2 separate regions of the Mus musculus genome follow, and region 2 is linked to region 1. The links are chromatin contacts, called in public HiChIP or PLAC-seq maps. All regions are on one chromosome and are shown on one strand. Each heading gives the region's core, a stretch centred on a gene start, on an enhancer-like site or on the middle of the called end of the contact. The rest is flanking DNA. Distances are from core to core; before and after follow the strand shown.

Evidence for each region. HiChIP or PLAC-seq counts read pairs in DNA pulled down with a chosen protein or histone mark.
Region 2: a contact with region 1 is called in an H3K4me3 HiChIP or PLAC-seq map of craniofacial prominence, with 2.8 times the contacts expected there. The contact joins the enhancer-like site here to the promoter of I730030J21Rik in region 1. A contact is called at or near these places in 5 of 39 promoter capture datasets (the 3T3-L1 cell line, embryonic stem cells, liver and 2 more), 9 of 115 datasets of contacts at active chromatin or transcription factors (T-cell acute lymphoblastic leukemia, craniofacial prominence, embryonic basal ganglia and 5 more) and 2 of 9 other capture datasets (embryonic stem cells and pancreatic islet).

What each region holds. Positions count from the first base shown.
Region 1 is chr15:100,731,204-100,735,076 of GRCm38.p6, reverse strand. It overlaps I730030J21Rik (RIKEN cDNA I730030J21 gene), which reads left to right and starts at 2,340. Exons shown (of 3, transcript NR_045782.1): 1 at 2,340-2,537; 2 at 2,639-2,713.
Region 2 is chr15:101,004,950-101,008,798 of GRCm38.p6, reverse strand. It overlaps Scn8a (sodium channel, voltage-gated, type VIII, alpha), which reads right to left. Exons shown (of 26, transcript NM_011323.3): 13 at 508-746. Among named protein-coding and RNA genes, the nearest start is that of Fignl2, 48 kb to the left of the region's middle. Within about 2 kb of position 1,923, at least 119 of the 459 cell types and tissues checked have an H3K27ac peak or open chromatin away from gene starts, as enhancers often do. A contact at or near this core is called in craniofacial prominence, neural tube and pancreatic islet, where this site is marked.

The sequences.
Region 1 (3,873 bases), core at 1,091-3,590:
CGCCCGGCTTAAACAAGTCTCTCTTACATAGCTCTCTGCCCAGGTTCATTCTGGAGAAAGGCAAGGTTATTCCAGTGTGGGGCTCTGTTCCTCCACCAAATTGTTGTTGTTGGGTTTTTGTTCTGTTTTGTTTATTTTCTTTTTCTTTTTTTAAAATATATTTTGTTCTTTTTTAAAATATTTATTTATTATATGTAAGTACACTGTAGCTGTCTTCAGATACTCCAGAAGAGGGAGTCAGATCTCGTTACGGATGGTTGTGAGCCACCATGTGGTTGCTGGGATTTGAACTCCGGACCTTCGGAAGAGCAGTGAGATGCTCTTACCCACTGAGCCATCTCACCAGCCCTGTTTTGTTTATTTTCAACACAGAGTTTCTCTGTGTAACAGCCCTGGCTGTCTGGAACTCCTCAAACTCAGAGATCTCAGAGATCTGCCTGCCTCTGCATCTCACGTGCTGGGGTTAAGTGTGTACACTATCACTGCCAGCTCATATTTTTAACATGTTGAGTTAAAACATCATTTCTCGGCAGGGCATGGTAGTGTGTGCCTGCAATCTTATCACCTGGAAGCAAAAGGCAGGAGAATCACAAGTTCAACAACATCTTTGTCTAAATAATGAATTCCAGGCCAACCTGAACTGCACAAAACCTTGTCTCTCACATATATAAATACACATTTCTCTTGATTATTGGGTACTTTGCCCCCTAAATTTTCCACATAAGACAAATATCTCATTTGCTATACTCTAGTACTGACCTCTACCCAGGCTTAAATCCTCTTATAACCGTCAGGCTCCCCAGTCTGACCACTGGGATCTAGAAAAGAGCGAAGGCTTGCCTGTCTTTGTATCTCCGTGTACCTGTGCTCACACAGAGGCCAGCACAGCAGACTTCAACAGTATTTAGAGGCCAGATACGGTGGTACCCCACTGTTTGAGGCAGGAGGATGTAACCCTGTGACAGGGCCACAGATCTTAGCACAGTTGACCCCGTGATGGAAGCACCATCCAGAGTGTGAAACTCAGCCCGTAGACAGCACCACCTGCAACTAAAACAGACCTAATCCACCTAAGTCCACGGCTCTGGGAAAGTCTCAGAGCGTACTAACCTTGCTTTGGCTTCTGTAGTTCTGCTTCTAGCTAACTGTTCTTGCTAACTGAAATGTGTCAACAGAATGTGGTTTTTATCCTTAAAGAGAAAAGACTTGGCTACACAGGGATCTCGTTATAACACCCAGTGTCCTGCTGGCCGGGGCCGGCTAATAGACTTCGTATCGGTTTAAACTGTGTGTGCGCAGTCATCTCTGGTGGACACCACAGAGCAGCTCTAGGCCAGCTTGAGTTGTATATAAATAAAAACCCTATTTCAAAGCACCAACAACCATAACAAAACAATCTTTAAAGGAAGGAAGGAAGGAAGAGGAAGGAAGGAAGGAAGGAAGGAAGGAAGGAAGGAAGGAAGGAAGGAGAAAGCCACCAACAACACTGTAGGATTAGAAGGTAGTGTTGTTTATTATTTACCAGAGACTAAAAGCATTAAAAAAATAAACAAACCGCACTTTGTTTTGGGTTTTGGCTGTTGTTTTAGAGTTGGGTTCTGGTTTGGTTTGGAGATAGGGTCTCATGTTCCTGAGTCTGGCCTGGATGTAGCCAAGGACTCCGGATCTCTCTTGCTTCCAACTCCCAGACACTGGGATTACAGTATACGCCACTGGCTTCAGATTTTTGGTTTTGTTAGGCTGGCCTCAAACTTACTTTGCAGTCAAGACGACCTTTAACCTCCTGACTTTTTTAAAAGTTTATTTACCCTTTATTTTATGTGCACTGGCATTCTGCCTGCATGTACATCTATGTGGGCACGTCAGATCTTGGAGTTACAGACAGTTGTAAGCTGCCATGTGGGTGCTGGGATTTGAACTCCGTTCCTCTGGAAGAACAGTCAGTGCCCTTAACCCAGTCCGCACTTCTAACCTACATCATCACACTTCTGTGATTTCTGGCCTATGCTGGTGTGGTATCTGGGGATCAAACTCAGCTCATTGGGATTGTACTTTTCCCCACAGAGGCACCTCGCCTGGCCCCCACAAGTGTTTCTGGATAAGAGGCTAGCCCTCTCTGTGAAGGGCAAGACTCCCCTCCCCTGAGTCTGCCACACTCAGAAGCCGCTGTCTCTCTCCAGGGCCTGAGAGTGGGAGGAAGGGAGCCATAAGGGGCAGAACTGACGTCACCAGCTCACAAAGCTGCCTTGTCTCTCTGCTTCAGCAGATCTGCTCCTCACTGAACTTCCTGCGCTATGGTGGGGAAGCCCCTTGAAAAAAAGAAAAAAGGAGACGGAAGTGCAGAGCACTCCAAACCAGAACCTAAATGGTAGAGCAACAAACAGCAGCCTGTGCGGGAAGATAATGAAATTTACAAAGCTTCTAGGAAGGCCCATCTCAAGTCCTTGCAGCTGAGAGAATCTGAGCCTGCCACCTCAGAAGTGCCTAAGGATGGTTGTGAGCATGTGTGGATGACTTCTTCAGGAGCCGGACAGCAGGTTGGGAGGCATCTTGTCCTGGTGCCCGATTTTCCCTTTATTTAGTACACATATAAACTTGTCATTTAACAGAAATCATGTTCTTTTCTTTTCTTTATTAGTACCGTGGGTGTGAGTGAGTGTGGGTGCTTGTGTGGAGAACAAGGACAACTTTTGGGAATCGATTCTCTTACCATGTAAGTTCTGGGGACTAAACTCAGGGATCAGAGGTTGCACAAGTGCTTTCACCTGCTGAGACACATCGATGCCCCTCCCCCCTTTTTGAGTTAGGGTCTCATGCAGCCCACAATGGTCTCAAACTTATTTAGCCAACAGTGACCTTGAACCCTGATCCTCCTGTCTCCCTCTCTCAGCTGCTTGGATTGGAGGTGTGTGTCACCGTGTTCAATTAATGAAAGCCAAATTTTAAGTGGGCTGCCACCAGCGGAGGTCAGGGTGTCCCCTTCTGCCCTGTGGTGCATCAGAACCTTCCCATGCAGTGGGGAAGGGAGCCCTCCCCAACCCCTGCTAGGAGAGAACGCAGTGTTTTAGGGATAAGTCTACAGCAGGCACCTCCAAATTAGACAGCTAGTCATTATGAAGACTTAAGTCACCTTTAAAATCATAGTCAGGCATGGTGGTTCATTTGTCTAATCCCAGCACTTGAGAGGCTGACTCACGAGGATTGAGACCAGCTTGGCTAGCTACAGGAGGCCTTTTCTTGAAATGCAAAAATGAAAGGGGGGGTGGCTCACACCTTTAATCCCCACACTAGAGAGGTAGAGGCAGGTGGATCTCTGAGTTTGAAGCCAGCCTGATTTACATAATGAATTCTCAGACAGCTAGGGTTACTTAGAGAGATTCTGAATCAGATAGATAGATAGATAGATAGATAGATAGATAGATAGATAGATAGATAGATGACCTCTGACCTGCATGTACAACACACACACACAAATCACTAAAAGAAACAGATTGAAAATGATCAAAGTGCATTATATATACATCTACGAAGTGTCATAATGAAACCTTTGTTTCCCATAACTAATGAACGCTAATCAACTTCTTATTCCCAAAGTGAACTCATTAATAACAGCTTCAGAATTTGAGGTACACACATCGGCTGGCACTCCTCGAAAAGCCAAACAGTCTCTTTCACGCTCCAAGGCAGAGTAAGAGGTCATGAGCCTACCCTGGAGCAGTCTGAGGTCCCTCAGGTCAAGTTGGGACCTGACTAAGATCACACAGTGCTGAAGGTCGAAGAGCTAAGTGAAAGGGAGGTGGGAGCAAAGGCCAAACCACCGAGTCTCACACCCAAGGGACGAGAAGCAAAGACAGCGGCGGCCCATTATCTGCA
Region 2 (3,849 bases), core at 674-3,173, 270 kb before region 1:
GATGGCCCAGAAGTTGGATCGGAGGGGAAAGCAGTTTGGAATCGAATGTTCCTCATAAATAACAGCATATGGGAGGTAAGATCCCACAGTACAGGCAGGGTATCAGGGAACCCCTTCTTTTAGGGGGCTGTTACCTAAGGTGGCAGGGAAAGAGGGGTTCTGAGCAGCACGGGGATGAACACGAGAAACAGATGAGGGGGTTCTCCAAAACCAACTCGGAAATCCTGGTGCGGGTGCTGAACCGACCCACTGTCCTCTCTCCCACTCTGCCACTGTAGCTGGCTTCCTGCCAACAGCTCTACGAGGCGACTTCAGAGTTCTGCAGAGAAGATGCAGCTGAAGGTGCGCTGCTGCTGGCAGAAGCATGGGCACCAGGGCATATGGATGCCCTCGTCTCCAATTAACCATCACCTCCTTGTTAACTAAATTCCAGCTTCCCACCCCAGGGAAAGTCCCACAGCGAAACCACATTCAAGTCATTCTCTCAGAGACCCTGCTCCGTCTTACCAGGTTCCCTACGGCCAGGACATGTTCGAATTGTGGCGTCATGGGATGGTGCTCCATTGCCATAAATAGTGTGTTCAGGACAATGCAGATGGTTATGGCTAAGTCTACGAAAGGGTCCATGACGATCAGGTTCACAATCTCCTTCAGTTTTATCCAGTAGGGGTGACACTCCCAGATGAGGAAAGTATTGGCAAACTTATACCAGCATGGTGGGCACTTTCTCTGAGACTCTTCCAGCTCTGGAGAGAGCAAAGAACAAAGAGAGCCCTCACTATGGAGCAATGGTTCTCAACCTGTGGGTCGTGACTCCCTGGGGGGAGATGTGAACGATCCTCCTACAGGGGTCACCTAAGACCAGCGGAAAACACAGGCATTTACATTACGATTCATAACAGTAGCAAAATTACCGTTACGAAGTAACAATAAAAATAATTTTATGGTTGGGGGGGTCACCACAACATGAGGAACTGTATTAAAGGGAAGGAAGGGTGAGAGCCACTGGCACAGAGAGAAAACAGGATACAGAGTATCTTCCTCTGGACAGGTGGTTGTCTTTATTAAATCTGTGAGTAAAGGGTGCTTGTCCGCTGACCCTTCTCAGGTTTCCTTCACGTTAAGATAAAAGGGAAAGTCCCTTCTCTCTAATACCAGACCAGATACTCGCTATTAATTGTAGGACCATGAAGAAGGTTAAGCCACTTTTTGGTGGGCAGCGGTAAGAATGAAACAAACTGGGTGCTGGGAGAGACAGCTCAGTCAGTAAAATGCTTACTGTGCAAGCACTGGGCCCCGAGTTAAGATCCCCACCACCCACATAAAAGCTGAGCACAGCGGTGCATGTCTGTGGGCAGATCCCTCGGAGCTTGCTGGTAGCCAGCCTAGCCTCCTTACCACAGATGTGTATCTGCACACACATGCACAGACCTACACTAATACATACACAAGCATACGCATACACACATGGAATTAAACAAGCTAAAATATCCACCAGGTGCCTCGGCCCTTAGCAGAAAGTGGGAGCTGTGGACAGTGTGTCTGGCAGAAATGCCCTCTCCATTAGCAGGAAAGGGATGGACCGACACCACGCACATGTCTGCTGCTTCCAGAGCACAGGGTAGTGTCCTACCTTCAGTGAGGCTGCAGCCAGAGCTGAGGTAGCTACCCAGGGTGCATCCTCTCCTTTCTCTCTCTTCCTACCTCCATCTCTCTCCCCTTTCCTACTCTCGTGCTTCCTTCTCTTCCTGTAGCATCTCTCTCCACCCCTCCATACTTCCTTTCTGTTTCTCTTCCTTTACTTCGTCTTAGTCCTATCTCTCTTAAGAGAAAGACCTAGCTTTTCAACCGCCTCACGTGGCCCCTACATACAGGTCAGCCGGGAACTGCTCTGGCTGACTGTGAGGGGAGGAGCTTACAGCCCGGTCCAAGACACGCCCTCCTTCCCAGGCTCCCTCCCTAGAGCCACGCAGGTCCGTCCCCAGAACTGTGGGACTCTCAGCACGGAACAGACACTGAATAAAGGGTCTCTCTGATTATGTAGGAAGCCAAAATAAAAAGAATGATTAGATAGCTAAGGCAGAGAGCTGCTTAGCTTGTGGCCACTCCAACCTCCGTGTGTTGATCGCTCGGACTGCAAGACCCTCCTCAAGTTACAGGAAATGAAACAGTTCCTCATCTAGTGAAGATGTTCTTCAAGAACCTGAACTTGCTCTCTTGTTCCTTCTCTTGGTCTCTTGGCTTCTTGCTCCCTCTCTGTCCCCTTGCTCCTTCCCCATTCCCCGCCCCCCCCCCCCCCATGCTCATGGCCAGCCTCTATTCTTCTACTTCTCTACTCTCTCTCTGCCTTTATTTGCCTTTATTACCCTCTTAACTCCCCTCCCTATGATAAACTCTCTCTCTCTCTCTCTCTATATATATATATATAGAGAGAGAGAGAGATATATATCACAGGTTCACAGGACTTCAACCCCAGTGACACCAATAAAATAAAAATGAAATCCTCCCCAAAGCTGGGCACGCCTATAAACCGAACATACAGGAGACTAATTATTAATTTGAGGCCAGCCTGGGCTAAATGACTGCACTAGTTTGGATTGCATAATAAGCCCTGATTTCTATAAAAGCAAACCCCACCATCAATCAAGTAAGCAAACAAATAAAAACAAAATACACAAAAATTTCCAATGCTTCCTCTAGAAGGGGGTGTCAACCGGCTTGCTTCCCCTTCTCCAGCCAGCTGGTGTGGCCCATGGCAATGACTTTATTTTAGGGAGGGGTGGTTTGGTTGGGTATCAGACTGGCTCCCTGGTTGCTAAGAAAATGGTTGCCTTGGTTTTCAGACTGAAGGGCCCCAGTGAGAGCCACGTGGGAGTCTGCGTGGGAAAAGAAGTCTGTGAAGAGAATTTGCCTCAGCCTCCTTCCCGCAGAACTCCCCCCTTTCCCAAGGTAAATTTAGTTTTCATCCCTGAAAAAGAAAAACGAAAAGGTTCTCTGATTTCCATAAATTCTTACAGTGCATATTTGGAAATTCGGTTCCGTTCCTTTTTTATCTCCTCCCTTCTCGCAATGTCTGCAGCTTAGTGGTTCTGCTGGGGAAGGTGAAGCCCTGACTGTTCACATCTGAGAGATGACATGACTGCCGCACCTTACGTACGCTGCACTTGTCTCCATGTCTTAGCAGACAGTAAAGGGGTTCTCTACCTTTGGGCCACCTAGAGGATCCCTACAGGCTGTTTCCGGTCCCTAGCTACATCGGTGAGCTGAGGAAAGCCCCAGTGGGTCAGTGCCATAGAGAGCACAGTGAGGGTGGGAGGTGAAGGTCCTTGTCTCAGTGGGTCCTTGTCTCAGTGGATACTTGGTTTCATGGATCCTTGGCTCAATGAAGGCTTGTTAGTTTCTTTGTATCAGTTTTTTTGGAGATGGGGATCTCATTATGTTATCTCATGGGTACATTGGATCTTCCCGCCTCAGATTCCCTAGTGACAGGAACAGCAGATATACATTGTATCTGATGTTTTTACGGGTTCTCTGCTGTTACCGGCCAGCCCCACAGGCCTCCGTGGCAAAGTGTTCCAGGAATGAGCTGAGATAAGGGGGTGAGTGTCTGGAGTTTGTGGTCTTTCTCCTGCCTTTCTTCTGGGCATTTTTGAAGGGTTGCCCTATGAGTCAGTCCCAGGAATACTGGAGACTGTTTCCAACGTGCACCCTCAGTCCACCACGACAGTGACTTTGAGGGACCAAAAGGTTTATGGCAAGAGTTTTCCTCAACTCAAAAACTTCCAGCAGTTTTTGGCTGCGCAGGAAAGAGTGCCCACTGCCTGGGCAGTTTTCAGCAGCAGGGACTAG